Regions from separate parts of the Rattus norvegicus genome. Here region 2 is linked to region 1. The links are chromatin contacts, called in public Hi-C maps. All regions are on one chromosome and are shown on one strand. The core of a region is the stretch at or near the end of the contact, and the rest is flanking DNA. Distances in the headings are between cores, read along the strand shown. Region 1 has its middle 100 kb from the start of Rnf217. Region 2 overlaps Hey2 (hes-related family bHLH transcription factor with YRPW motif 2).

Region 1 (6,474 bases), core at 2,444-4,943:
CAGCCTATAAATATACAACTGAGCTGTGTCTCCCTTGCATGGCTTATTGGGGTGGAGATTTACTACAGCATCAATTGTCTTTTAGAGAGACGTATTTTACTGGAGGTAGCAAACCACCGTCCCGTCAACTCACACACTGTTTGGACTGCAGCAGCAACATAGCACAGAATGTCCTCACACATGGCTGACACGATTCAGTTTGTGTCTCTCCCTAACCAAGCCAGAGATTCACTGGTGAAACCGTTTCCAAGAGTATCTCTGAGCACTCTAGGAAGAGGCGAATATTTCAGTAGAGGGATAAACAAATAGGATGCTCCCCACTGTGAGTGGGCATCACACAATTGAGGCTAGTACTGAGACTAAGAAGGGGAATGGATTCTCTCCTTCCGGAAGCTGGGACAATGGGCCTCCTGTTTTATAAATCTCTGGACTTAAACCAGAGTAACATATCACTGGGTCTTCTGGGTCTCCAAGTGGCAGACTGTGTAGTAATTCTCACCCCAAAGTTACAAATCAACTTTTCATGATAAACTTTTTTCTATATTTTTCTGGACCTTTCTGTGGTCTCCCCAACACACACACACACACACACACACACACACACACACACACACACACACACACACTTTTTTCATTTTTGAGAAATTTGGCTACTCCAATGCTTGCTTCTAAGAACAAGTAAATAAATGCTCACTGTTCAGTTCTTAGGAAAGTCAGCAAACCACTTCTGGTGTTACCTGTCTCTTCAGAGACATCTGTTCCAGGTCAACAAGTCTAGGAGCCACTATGCTAACCATGATAAGAACAAACCTTGATGGCCTACCAAGACCTAGAAGAAATATGGGTAAGTTCCTTTCATTATCAAATAGTAGGTTTTCCAGGGGTGCAAGGCAAGTGAGTGGTGCCTAAACAGACAGTCACGTGTTTAAACGAGGACTATTAGTCAACAACTGAAGTTGGATTGTGTGGGCGGTTATGAGAACCATGCATCTTAAACAACAAGCAACAACAGTAATCCTCTTAAATACAACAGACACACTTTTCTGTCAATTGTCTCTGATCCTTAAATACATATATCATCTCTCCTCTCGTACACCCTCTAGGAATTCATTAACAACTCTGAGTGATTTCTGCCTCTAAAAAAGGTAATGCAAATGAGATATTCTTTCTGCATCTACAGAGGAAGCAATTTTTACCTTATTAGTTTCTGATTAATACACATGCTATTAAGTTTCACCTGCTGATTAGGGATGCAGTGTTTAAAAAGCTCCTAGAAATATTTCCTGAATTACTTACGTTTATCTAAAAATTTATTCTGGTTGCAATATTGGATAGTTGATTTGGAGGTAATAATTCTTGATTATAATCAATTACAACACTAATCCTTAAGCTCAGCCTAGATACAATAAACAATGGAAACTCATACATTTCACTTGCTATTGAGTTCTGCTCATAATTTTTCCTTTATACCCCACACTAAAATTCAGATGCAATTTCAGGAAAATCACCGCAACCTTTAATTACATATTATACTTTCACTAAAACTGAACTGGTAGGAAAGTCAAATATCAATTGTATATTTAATTTATAAAAAATATTTTGTCTAAGCTATTTATCTAACCCATTCTGCATAGAATCACAGATAAGTAGCCTCAAAAGGTCTAAAGGTTATTTTGAAGGATTCCCCCATCCTGATTACAACTGTGCTCACTAATCCTTTCAACCATTCACTTTTCTCTGATCTTTCCAATAAATACACTCTAACATTTCTGTACATTTATAGTAAATACCCAAGCTTATTTAAGATCTTATGTTCAGATAAAATCAATATGAAAGCATTACTCTCTTCTATATACATGAAAATCAAGCTTCTAAGTGCTTGCTGAAGCTTTCTACTAAGATGTATGGCTCTCTATCTTATAGGTCTTCAGCATAGCCCTCTAAGGCACTGTAGTTTAGTGTCCAAATGTTAGTTTGCTCATTCATTTAGTAATGCAATCCTTCTGAGACTCCAGGATAACTGAAAGCATTTTGCAGACCTCAAGTTCTCAGAATAAAGTATACAGGAAAATAAAGACAAACCCAAAGAGGAATGAATGCCTTCTGCTATGAAACAGATAAACCTGTCTCAATTTTTTTAAGTTCTAAGATCCCTGCAATGGTGAAAAGCCTTAACCCATGTTGGAAAAACTTAATGCAACATGGACAACATGATTCTTAGTGTTCTCTGCAGAGAGCTACTGTCACTGCGAAGCTGTGTGCAATGAGCCTTTTTGCTTTAGAACCTTGGAAGCATCGTGGGAATAAGAGTCACAGTTTAGAAGGCTGAGGAAAGCACACATGTGAAGCCAGTTACAGAAGGTCTGCATCAGGATGACAGGGAGTGTGTCCTCACTTGAGTGGCACCATATATTGCGACAAGAAGTGACATTCTGTATATCAAGCTCACAATAAAAGATGAGCACTGATAGCCTCGAAAGCCTAATTGGACTGCTTCATGTACAAGAGAATCTTCTCTGTGAGGTACACCCTCTGTGTATCACATATAAGGTCCTTCTCAGCATCTTGGCCACAAACCACCAGTTTCTCACCCTAGAATCACTACCCTTGACCTTCAGGTAGCTTTCAAACATTCTTTGCCTTGTCTTCTTAAATTCTAAATACAGGTAAAACAAAATCAAATTTCTGACCATGACATGAAAGACACATCCACACAAGGCCCATGAGTTACCCCAGTTCCATACACAGACATGGTTCCTAACATGTTTTCCAAAGCCCTTCTGGTCCTCAGTGACCCACTGAAAGCCTTCCAGCCACACCTTAGAATTGCAATATAGGAGGAAATGGGTCCTTTGTGAAAGGCAAGAACAGAATAGCCTTTTCTTCTATTTCTCTGATTTCAGAAAGGGAGGAGAACTAAGAACATGGATAAGGAAAGAGGTAGATGATAGCACAGTAGGACAAGCATAGCAAGTAAGAAGAGAGAAGACGTGACTGTCTTCTTGATGTCTCAAAAACTGTTGCACTTGAACTGTTAAAAGCAACAAACTATATTAGGTGGAATTCTCTAAGTTAGAAACCCTACAGTTCTTCAGATCCCACAGGCTCAAATCAAAGCATGGACTGGTCCCTAGTAATTCCTGGAGGCTCTCCGAGGGATTCTGTCTCCAGGTTTGTGAATATTTTTCCCAGAATGCAGAGCCACGCAGCCATACAGCAGCACCTGCTAAGTTGCCAGCTGTGGCAGGATGTTCTTTTCAGTTCCCTGAGCCTGCTGGCACTCACATAACCTGGAGTCAAGTGTTTCTCATTCTTTGATTGTCTCTGATGTCTTCTTCATTATGGTTCTGGAATATCCTGCCTTCCTTTCCTGGTTATTTGTGTTTGTTTGTTTGTTTGTTTGTTTGCTCGCTTGCTTGCTTTGGTTGATTTTTTTAAGACAGGTCGTATGCAGCCCCTTCTTACCTCAAATTCCCTCTCTAGCTGAGAATGACATTGAACTTCTGATCTTCCTTAGAGTGGGGAGCACAAGCAGGAAGGCATTGTTGTGACTGTTTTAATACAGTGGCAGAGACAGGAGCCAAGGCTTTCTGCATGCTATACAAGCACTGTACCAATTGAACTACATCCCAGCCCGGCTATGACTACAACAGTAATAAAGAGTCTAGGCAAATAAAGCCAGAGACACACTAAAAAGTGAGTTTTGAGGCACTATCCAAGGATTTAAATATAAGATAATTTATTTCAATAAATGCGATACAAAGTCCTTTAATGCTATTAAAGCAATATGTTTGCTGGCTTTTTTTTTCCATTACACACATACTTTTTACTCATCACTCACATAAGTAATGAAAACACAATTTTTTTGTATTTTTATGTAAAATAGCACTAATTAAATGCTGAAAATACTTGGTTATAGAGAATGAAGTTATTTCCCTCTTGTTAAAAACACATCTTGCTTTCTCTGTATTGCTAAAAATTTAGGGCTCATGCCCAAGGCAATCCAGATGATCAACTGTTTTGATTATCAGTCACTTACCATATGATCCAGACTGTTTCTTTTTCTGATAATTATATTCATATCTACTTTATTCATTTGTAATTTCACCTATGCTTAGACAGATTTATGTATCTGTAATTTCATCAGTTTAGACATCAAAACAGAAACATTGGTAATTTGCAAAGTTCAACCAAACATTGTACAAACCATTTCATGACTTATATGCAACAGTTTCTATATCCAGAAGAAGAGGAGGAGAAATAGGAACAAAAGGAGGAGGAAAAGGAAAAGAAAAAAGAAGATGAGGAGGAATGAAGAAGAAGGAGGGGGGAAGAGAAGGAGAAGAGCAAGAAGAAGAGGAGGAGAAAGAAGAGAAAGGTGTCCTTTAAGGTGTGAGTGATTCAGTCAATAAGATGATTTAAAGCATACAAAGAGGAATTAACCCCTCATTGATCGATAATATACCTTTATCATATTCCCATAGAAAGCAAAAATACGTGACTGGGTATTTTTGTGCCTCTTTCTCTCTGTGAAGCTCCTAAAACAGAATTTTTCCTACTCAATTCCGAATCTTTAAGAATTGTACTGTGCAGGTGATAAAATTGAGCAAGCCACAGGGATCAAGGACACCACAAGAACTCGGGTCAACTAACATAACAGGGGTTCAGAGACACTGGGCCACCAGGGAGCATGCATGGGCAGGACCTAGGTTCCCTACACATGTGCAGCAAATGTGCAGCCTGGTCTTCATGTGAATATGAAGTGGAGCAGGACTGTCTCATCTCTACTCCCTGCTTTTGATCCACTCCCCCTAACTGGACTGCCTGGTTTGGCCTTAATAGGAGAGGATGTGCCCAGTCTTGCTTGAACTAGATGTCCCAGTATGAAGTGGTAGACAAGGGGATAGGGGGCTCCCATTCTCTGAGGAGAAGGGGAGAGGACAATGGAGGGAAGGAGGAGGGGTTTGTAAAGGTGGAACTGGGAGGGAAAAGGTGACATAAGGTAAATTCCACTGTGGTTCCCGGTGGTTGAGCAGACTAAGAAGTGAGTACGAGTGCCTCCACAACAGCTATAAAACCGCTGCTAAATGGCAGTGGTTTTCTTCATGTCTAATATTGCATGACCTTTATCATAGAGGTTGTATTTTAATAATAATCACATGCAGAATCCTCTTAACTAGAAGATGTCCAAATCAAAGCATTCTCAGTAATAGAGTTACGAGTTTATTATAAAATGAGAGCATCAAGAAAAAAAAAAATCCAAATCTCATGAACCCTAGCACTTATTTTTTTTAATCACTTCCAGGCATTGTGTGTCTTATGTCAGAGTTCATTCACTGTTTATATCTATTACAACAGATCCTTTACGTTTTCATTGCCTCCTTTTAATCATAAAGGCTTGAAAAGACACGTAATTATCTCATAACCGCACAGCTAGAGATTAATAGATGATGCATGTGACCACAAAAGCCAGAATTCTCAGTCTTTACCCTTGTCACTCTTCACTTCTCAAATCTTGACTCTTTGCTTTAGTGATTGATTTATTTGTTATGTGTATGTAGGTGTGCTTACACACATTTATGTATATCACGTAGTTGTAGGTGCAGGTTTCCAAAAGACTCAGAAGGCATCAGATCCCCTAGAACTGGAACCACAAGAGGCAGTAAGTGAGCTGATGTGGGTGCTTGGAACCAAACCTGGGTTCTCAACAAAAGCTATAAGTGCTCATAACCAATGGGCCATCTTGTCAGCCCCCTCATCTCCTCTTTTCTGCATTAAATTTGTTCAGATGTTTATTTTTATAATAGGATTCAAACACCTGAAAATGTTTAATGCATTGAGTTTGTTTAAAATTGATTTATTTAAATTTTATTTCATCCACTTATTTATTGGACAGCATTGTACTACGTAGCCTCCACTGACTTGAAATTTCATATATAGACCAACTAACAGAGATCTGCCTACCTCTGCCCATTGACTGTTGGGATTAAAGGCTGTGCCATTCATATTAATATTTTAAAATACATTTTGTGTATATCTAAACTAATTTTGCTAGGAATTTGAATAAAGTTTTACTTAATCTACATACCGATATGGAGAAAAGCTGTGCTCAGACTTTTAGCCCAAAACGGGATATGTCATTTTAAGTCATTTCTTTTGTCAGTGCTAAAGAAGGTTTTCAGCATCTGCATACTGTGTGTCTCAGTAGGTATATACTGAGTTTGTTGTTTTACATGTATTTGTTATGTTTTTAATTTCTGGTTCTTCATCTTTCTTATTAACAGACTAAAATACTAATGATTGGTGTGCTGTTCTTAAAACTGTTGTTCTTCTATCCTATAACTTTGTCTTAGGGTTTCCACTACTGTAAAGAGATCCCAGCACCAATACAATTCTTATAAAAGATAACATTTAATTACAACTGACTTACAGGTTCTGAGATTCACTCCATTATCATCATGACGCGAAACTGTT
Region 2 (6,474 bases), core at 2,501-5,000, 920 kb after region 1:
TCTTTATGTAAACTTACAGGTATACATGCACTAGAAGCAGTTACCTACTGTGTGCCCACCAGAGGTTCACTCACACGAACGGGAAAACTTCAGTTTGCCAGACTTTGGATTAATTTATTGTTTCACTTGGACTATGTTTATATATTTAACTTCTTCAGTTTTCTCCTGACAACATGTAATGTCTGTTCTTGTCTGTTTGGGGGTGGGGGGGGTGTTGCATTTTTGGAAGTAACGAGAGAAGGAGAGATGATATGGAAGGGAAAAGCTACATGATGTAAATGTCTTGGTCAAATCACAACGAATGTATGGAATGAGTTGTATATAAATTATTTTTGTCCATGCATAGACTAGTGCTACATAATGGTGTTTTGGTTTTGATTTTTTTTTATCTTAACAATGAAATAATCTCTTAAGACATTGAAATTGAGCACATGAGATTTTATATTTGAAAGAATAAGGCACAGCATGTATTCTTATGCACTTCGTTTCTCTGCTGTGTGGAGAAAGCAGTAAACAAGAGAATATTAAACATTATGCAAAGTTATACTCATAAATATGTTTTTAAAATTACTGTACCTAGTCTCTTCTGTATTACTTTGTAACTTTTTTCTATGCAAAAGTCTACGTGTCACTAATTAAATGACGTCCTTTTTGACTATTTCATGTGGATGAGTTGCTCCTCAGAATGGCAAGCTGACATTGCCTTTCATGTGAAGCTGCCTTTTACTAACTCCTTCAGCCATAGCTTTGTGCCATTGTTTCAAAAATCATTGAACTGGGGTTGGGGATTTAGCTCAGTGGCTAGGCAAGCGCAAGGCCCTGGGTTCGGTCCCCAGCTCCGAAAAAAAAGAAAAGAAAAAAAAAAATATCATTGAACTGATGGAATTCACATTTACTTTAAAATAAACTTTATAGAGCTTACGGATTAAAAGCAGGTAAGAATTGAAAAGGCAAAAAAAATGATCATTTTCCTCTACTTTCTGTTCCTTCTTATTTATTTATCTATTTATTGATTTATAGGCAGGGTCTCACTGTGTAGCTTCAGAGCTTGCTTGGCCTGAACATCCAGATCCTGCTGCCTCACACTGTCAGCAGGTGGCATCATTTAGTCATAACGTTCACTTTTGGAGAGGTATAAAAGACTTCCAAATAGGAGAATATCAAAAAATAGTCACAGTAGTGGGACATCGGTAGATACATGATAGGCATGGACGCACATCCTGATGGTGAGTCTCCTGTGTCTTTGAAAGTTTCGTTGCTAAGGATGGAGAGGTTGTAGTTGTGGCCCCCTCTTCAGAGAAGGCTTGAGTCAGATGAAGCTACTAAATCCCTGAGCCGAAGGAAAAACATTGAAAGAATAAAAAGAAATCTTCGTATATTCATATCAACATGCCCAGATGAAAATATTCGCCTGGAAGGGGAGTCACAATGGAGGACAGTCACACTAGTTTGGTTTTGGAAAATGAAGTGTATGGTACTGTGGGGGGTGGTTTCTGCCTTGTGAAGCTATGTGACCTACTTTTTAGGTCAATCGTTTTCATGTTTGTTACAAAAACCAAAAAGAATTTAAGTCTTTTAAAAATTGTTTCAGGGGAAAGGAAAGAACTTTTAGGAGTTGATTTGTTGGTGAGTTTTATGTAACGGGCTCCAAGTTAACTCTAAGGCATTTTAGTAGAACAGAAGGAAGAGAGGAGCAATTTGCGTTTTCCCTAAGCTTAAAAGGTATGTGTGTGCACAGCTAGAACATAGCTTTGCATTTCACACCAGCTCATCCTTGAGCTGTAGTCTGCCAGCTTCGGGTGGTGTGTAGGAACTGATAGCCTAGCTATTACAGTGACTGACAAGGGAAGATGTATGATGAGGCAGATGCTGAGGTTAAAGAAAATTTTTCTTGCAGCGGTGAAGGAGGGGTATTGTTCTTTCTGAGATCACTGGCAAATATGGCCTTTCCTATTTTATTTGAAGAGATATGGACAATTTTAAAGAATATCTAGTAAAAGTCCAAGTGTTACCTAGAATAGTGCCCACTATTTCACACGTAGGTAGGGTTTATAACCTGAAGGAAGCCTTTGTTTGTGTCTTTCTTGTCTATGTGACTTATTCAGAGTGCCCATCACATGTTATCTCAATTCAAGAGTAGTTATCCAAGAGGCATCATCTTGAAGGATTATGATTTCAGAATTCTGTGTTCCCATTGGTCTAAGTCTTTATCAGTCGCTGTTGATTTAATGTCATTTTAAAAGAATATGGACTTCTAAATATAAACTTTACAGATTGACTGTAAAATGCCTTAATAAGTATAAAAAGGAAAACATCTTGAGTTCAAGCCAATATACTACTACTATTATTGTGATGAATGCGATTTTACAAGTAACAGCTAGTGACATAAAGAGCCGGCTACTTTAGCTTTCCTTAAATGACTTCATAAGCTTGGTAATCAAAAGATACATGGAGTTTTCATTTGTTTCCATGTTTTAACTGCCCACTGACACTATGCAACTTCACTGTCCTGAAAAGCAGTGTTAGACTTGCTCTTGTGATTCTCCTGAGGTCTAAACAATGCCTGAGATTGTGAATGTTCCCACTGCTCCAGCAAGGCATCCCAGCAAACATGGCATTTAAACCATTACTATAGTTCACGATCCTTGAAAGGAAACATCTTTGAAAGTCAATGGAAGATATTGAAAAGTGCCTGGGCGATCTGCTATGAAGGCAGATCATGTGGGAAATGGCTTTCTAGGTACAAGGTTTTTTCCTATGCCCTCAAAGGAAAGGGAAAGAATGGGTTGGTTAGGGAATCAGTTTGTTGGCTGTAACTATTGGAAGTGGGGACTACCTTAAGGCAAAGAACAAGAAAGAAACTCAACTGAAGTCCTGATAGGGAGTAAGTCCTGTTCTAGAAATCTGTTCCTCATTCAGGCCCCATACCTCTATTATAGAAGTCACAGTACTCCATGGACATCCTGGAAACTAGAAAATGGTATTAACTGTCTAGTGTCATACCTATCAGGTTGACTGTGACACCATGTGGCTCTGATTATTTTTTCAGCCCATACTTTTGGTCTCTAAGCATCTATGGCTTTGGTGTTATTTTATTTTTGAACTCAGAGTCACCTAGAACACCCCCATGATATCATCCCACCAAGGATGACTGAATATAAGAATAAGTCTGCACTAAGTTTAGCATGAGACTACCATCTCTCCTAAGCAGGTGAGAGGATGGGAAAAAGAAGTAACTCCATAATACCATATTACAAAGAAATTCTTTTGATAGGTGTCCAGTTTTCCCTTTCCGGTAAGTGGTATCCCTTCTGTGCAGGATTTTCCAGTTTTTGTAAAGTGACCGACAACAGACAGACAGAATGTTGAATAATTAAGAAAAGATGTTAAACAAATTTATTATAAAAAGAGGTGTGGTGTGTGTGTGTGTGTGTGTGTGTGTGAGAGAGAGAGAGAGAGAGAGAGAGAGAGAGAGTTTGTGTGTTTTGAGGGGAATACTGGTCTATTCAGAATATTTATTCATTCTATGTTCATTTTCTCATAAAGCAAGCCTTCATTTGGCCTGTGCTGACCCGCATCCATTGTAAAGTCTCATAACTAGGAGGGATTAAACTGGCCTGAGTTCTTTAGCCTAGAGTGGGGGATGGTTTTTGTAGTGTTTGCAGTTCGGATGTTTTACATGATGTATCAAAACTCCTCATTCCCAGAGACATCTTAGTTCCTGAGTTCTCAGCCTTCCATGTTTTCTTTGGCCACTGCTGCCATTCTTTGAGTCTGTGGTGATGGCAGAAGCAGTAGTAAATGCCTTCGGCATTACACAGTTTAAGGGAAGAAAAAGATTGGATACCTTTACTGGGGTGACTCTGCATGTTCTTAACGTAGGTTTTGAATTGTAATCGTTTTGTGTTTTCAATGTAGTGAAAACGAAATGGCATTTTATCAGATGGGGAAAAACATTTAACCAATAATGACTACCGTTCACGATGTTTCCCTTGTGGGGGAGTGGTGATACATATTAAATTGCTCACAGACTCCTGAAGCAATGGGGTATCCTCACTTAACCCCTTCTTTCATGAAGATAAACTATTGAACTGATTACTATTTACCATGCTGCAGAACTGCTTCCTAGATCTTTCAGTGCATCTTTAAACCTTTGTCTCCTGTTAGAAAACACCTTTACACTTTTTAAAAACCAAAACAATATGATGAAGGAGAATGAGTTACCATTGTGTAGACTTTGTACTGAGCCAGGATGCTGGCAAGGAAGCTCATCCTGGCTTTCCCAGCCAGGTGCTATAAACAGGCTTTGGTTGGATGGGGGGGTGGGCAACCTGGCAAGATAATAGAAATATGTTTTCAGTCTAAAGAGCAAAGCACAGGTTGTATTTTGCTCTCCTGACACTTTTGTCAAGCCACAAGCCACTCCTAATGAGAATGAAGCTAGTCAGTTTTTATCTCACAAACCACCATTATTTTATTTTTGTTCTTTTTTACATATTTCTGCTGGCAGAATGATAGGCAGAGAGCAGTACAAATGTCTAAGTGTGGTAATGAGTCAAAACTCAAGTGTAGTTTATTGACCATCCATGAGGATATAACTGTGTTCATAGGCAAGTGTTATCTATGCCTCACACCCTTTGCTGCTACCATAGAGAGTCTTGAAGCTGACTGAACCCATCAAAAGAGGGCTATGAAGTCACTTCAACTACTGTTGAATCAATGTGTACATACATTCTATGTAGTGTGCCAAGGAAGAGACGTGAAACACCAAGTGTGTATTGACGGCGTCTCTTGTAAGAACAGCTCTAGGTAGGCACCAAAACTGTGAATCACGTGGTTCACATAGATCAACGTCACTTCACAACCATTGCAGTGAGTCTCAGATACTAAGGGTATCCAAGAAGGACAGCCACAGACATGCCTCAGTATAAACTATGTAGCCACTTCCCAGAACAGCAAGGTCCTCTAGAAGGCCCTTGTCAAGATGCACAGAACATAAGAAAAAAGGAGAAACGAAGTTCACAAATTGTCGCCAAGGTAAGACGAAGTGAGACGGTGGTGAAAGTTCCATGTCTAATTGTTCTTTTAAAACAGATAGCTCTGGAGGGAAAGTCCTTGGTGCCACAGGAAGGACACCATAACAGTTGCCCGAGTGCTCAGGGAGACCACACCTTCACAGCTGCATCTGGGAAAACTCGTGTTTAATTATTTCAGTCAAGTCCATTCATCACTCTTAACATGTGAAAACGTAGTAAAACTCCTGGTACTGATTCAACAGACCACTAGAATTCCATATTTATAATTCCAGTGAAGTTATCCCTGTTTCCTTCAATGCTTCTGTCTTTTACTTTTTAAGTTTCAACTCCTAGAGGCTGGGGAGATGACTCAGTCAGTAAAACGTTTGCTACGCAAGCATTGATGATCTAAGTTCATATCCTTAGCACACACATCCGGAAAGAAAGACAAACAAAAACGGGTGGAGCTGCAGAGATGAATCAAGTCATAAAAGCACTGGTTCGTCTTCCAGAGGCCCCAGGTTCAGTTCCCAGCACCCACATAGTGGCTTACAAGTGACTATAACTTCAGTCCAAGGGGATTTGATGGTCTCTTCTGACATTCCAGCCACTAGATATCCATGGTACATAGACATACACCATAAAATGAAGAGGAAAACACCTAGATGTGCGGTGCATTTCCACAAGCCCAGCACTGGGGACTTGGGACCAGAGGACCCTGGTGGTCCCCTGGCAGCCAGTCAGGACATTGGTGAATTCCAAGTTCAGTGAGACCCTGTCTCAAAAAATAAAGTTGGAATGACTGAACTATAGGACTTGGAGCAGATTTTTGAGTCTGTGTCAATCTTCTTAAAATATATCTCTCAAGGAATTTCTGAAGACTAACTAAGAGTATTAAGACCTTATGTATGGTGGACTATCACTAGTGCAGCTTGTGCACATGTGACGTTCATTACATATGAACCCAGAAGGAGTTCACATGCAAAACTCTACTTCCCACTCACACATCTGCATTCAATGTATTCCAAGGCCTTCTTCAGCATCCAGTCCATTCACATTAAATTACCAACATGTACATACTGCTTTCTATGAGAAAATTCATAGATTCACAGACTTAGGAGAACATAAACTAGGCCAATGCTTCACCTTATGCAGGAGACCAACTGAGACCCCCCAAGTAAGGTAAACATTCGTTTGCACAGCCGCACCCACAGGCCAGCTTCTAAGACGTATGTGACCATAAAGTAAACATTTTCGTTCATATCTTTTCTATTTCAGTGGATTTTGTTTTGCCGTGGATGAGGTAACTAGTTCCATTTGCTTGTTAAGATAGTGTGTGTCCTGTCTTCAAGAACAATGGTTTTTGGTCTGATTTAAAATAAACACTCTAGGGAAGTCCTAGATCTTGAAAAGACAATCTTAACTCTGATGAATATTACTGAGTTTGCGATTGAGATTA

Evidence for each region. A called contact is a pair of places that touch in the nucleus more often than the background predicts.
Region 2: a contact with region 1 is called in a Hi-C map of the A7r5 cell line, with 13 times the contacts expected there. The contact joins two enhancer-like sites. A contact is called at or near these places in 2 of 12 Hi-C or Micro-C datasets (the A7r5 cell line and Schwann cells).

The regions. Positions count from the first base shown.
Region 1 is chr1:27,732,563-27,739,036 of GRCr8, forward strand. No RefSeq gene overlaps it. Among named protein-coding and RNA genes, the nearest start is that of Rnf217, 100 kb to the right of the region's middle. Within about 2 kb of position 3,694, at least 2 of the 93 cell types and tissues checked have an H3K27ac peak or open chromatin away from gene starts, as enhancers often do. A contact at or near this core is called in the A7r5 cell line, where this site is marked.
Region 2 is chr1:28,650,526-28,656,999 of GRCr8, forward strand. Hey2 (hes-related family bHLH transcription factor with YRPW motif 2) reads left to right here. Exons shown (of 5, transcript NM_130417.1): 5 at 1-662. Among named protein-coding and RNA genes, the nearest start is that of Trnae-cuc1, 12 kb to the right of the region's middle. Within about 2 kb of position 3,751, at least 4 of the 93 cell types and tissues checked have an H3K27ac peak or open chromatin away from gene starts, as enhancers often do. A contact at or near this core is called in the A7r5 cell line, where this site is marked.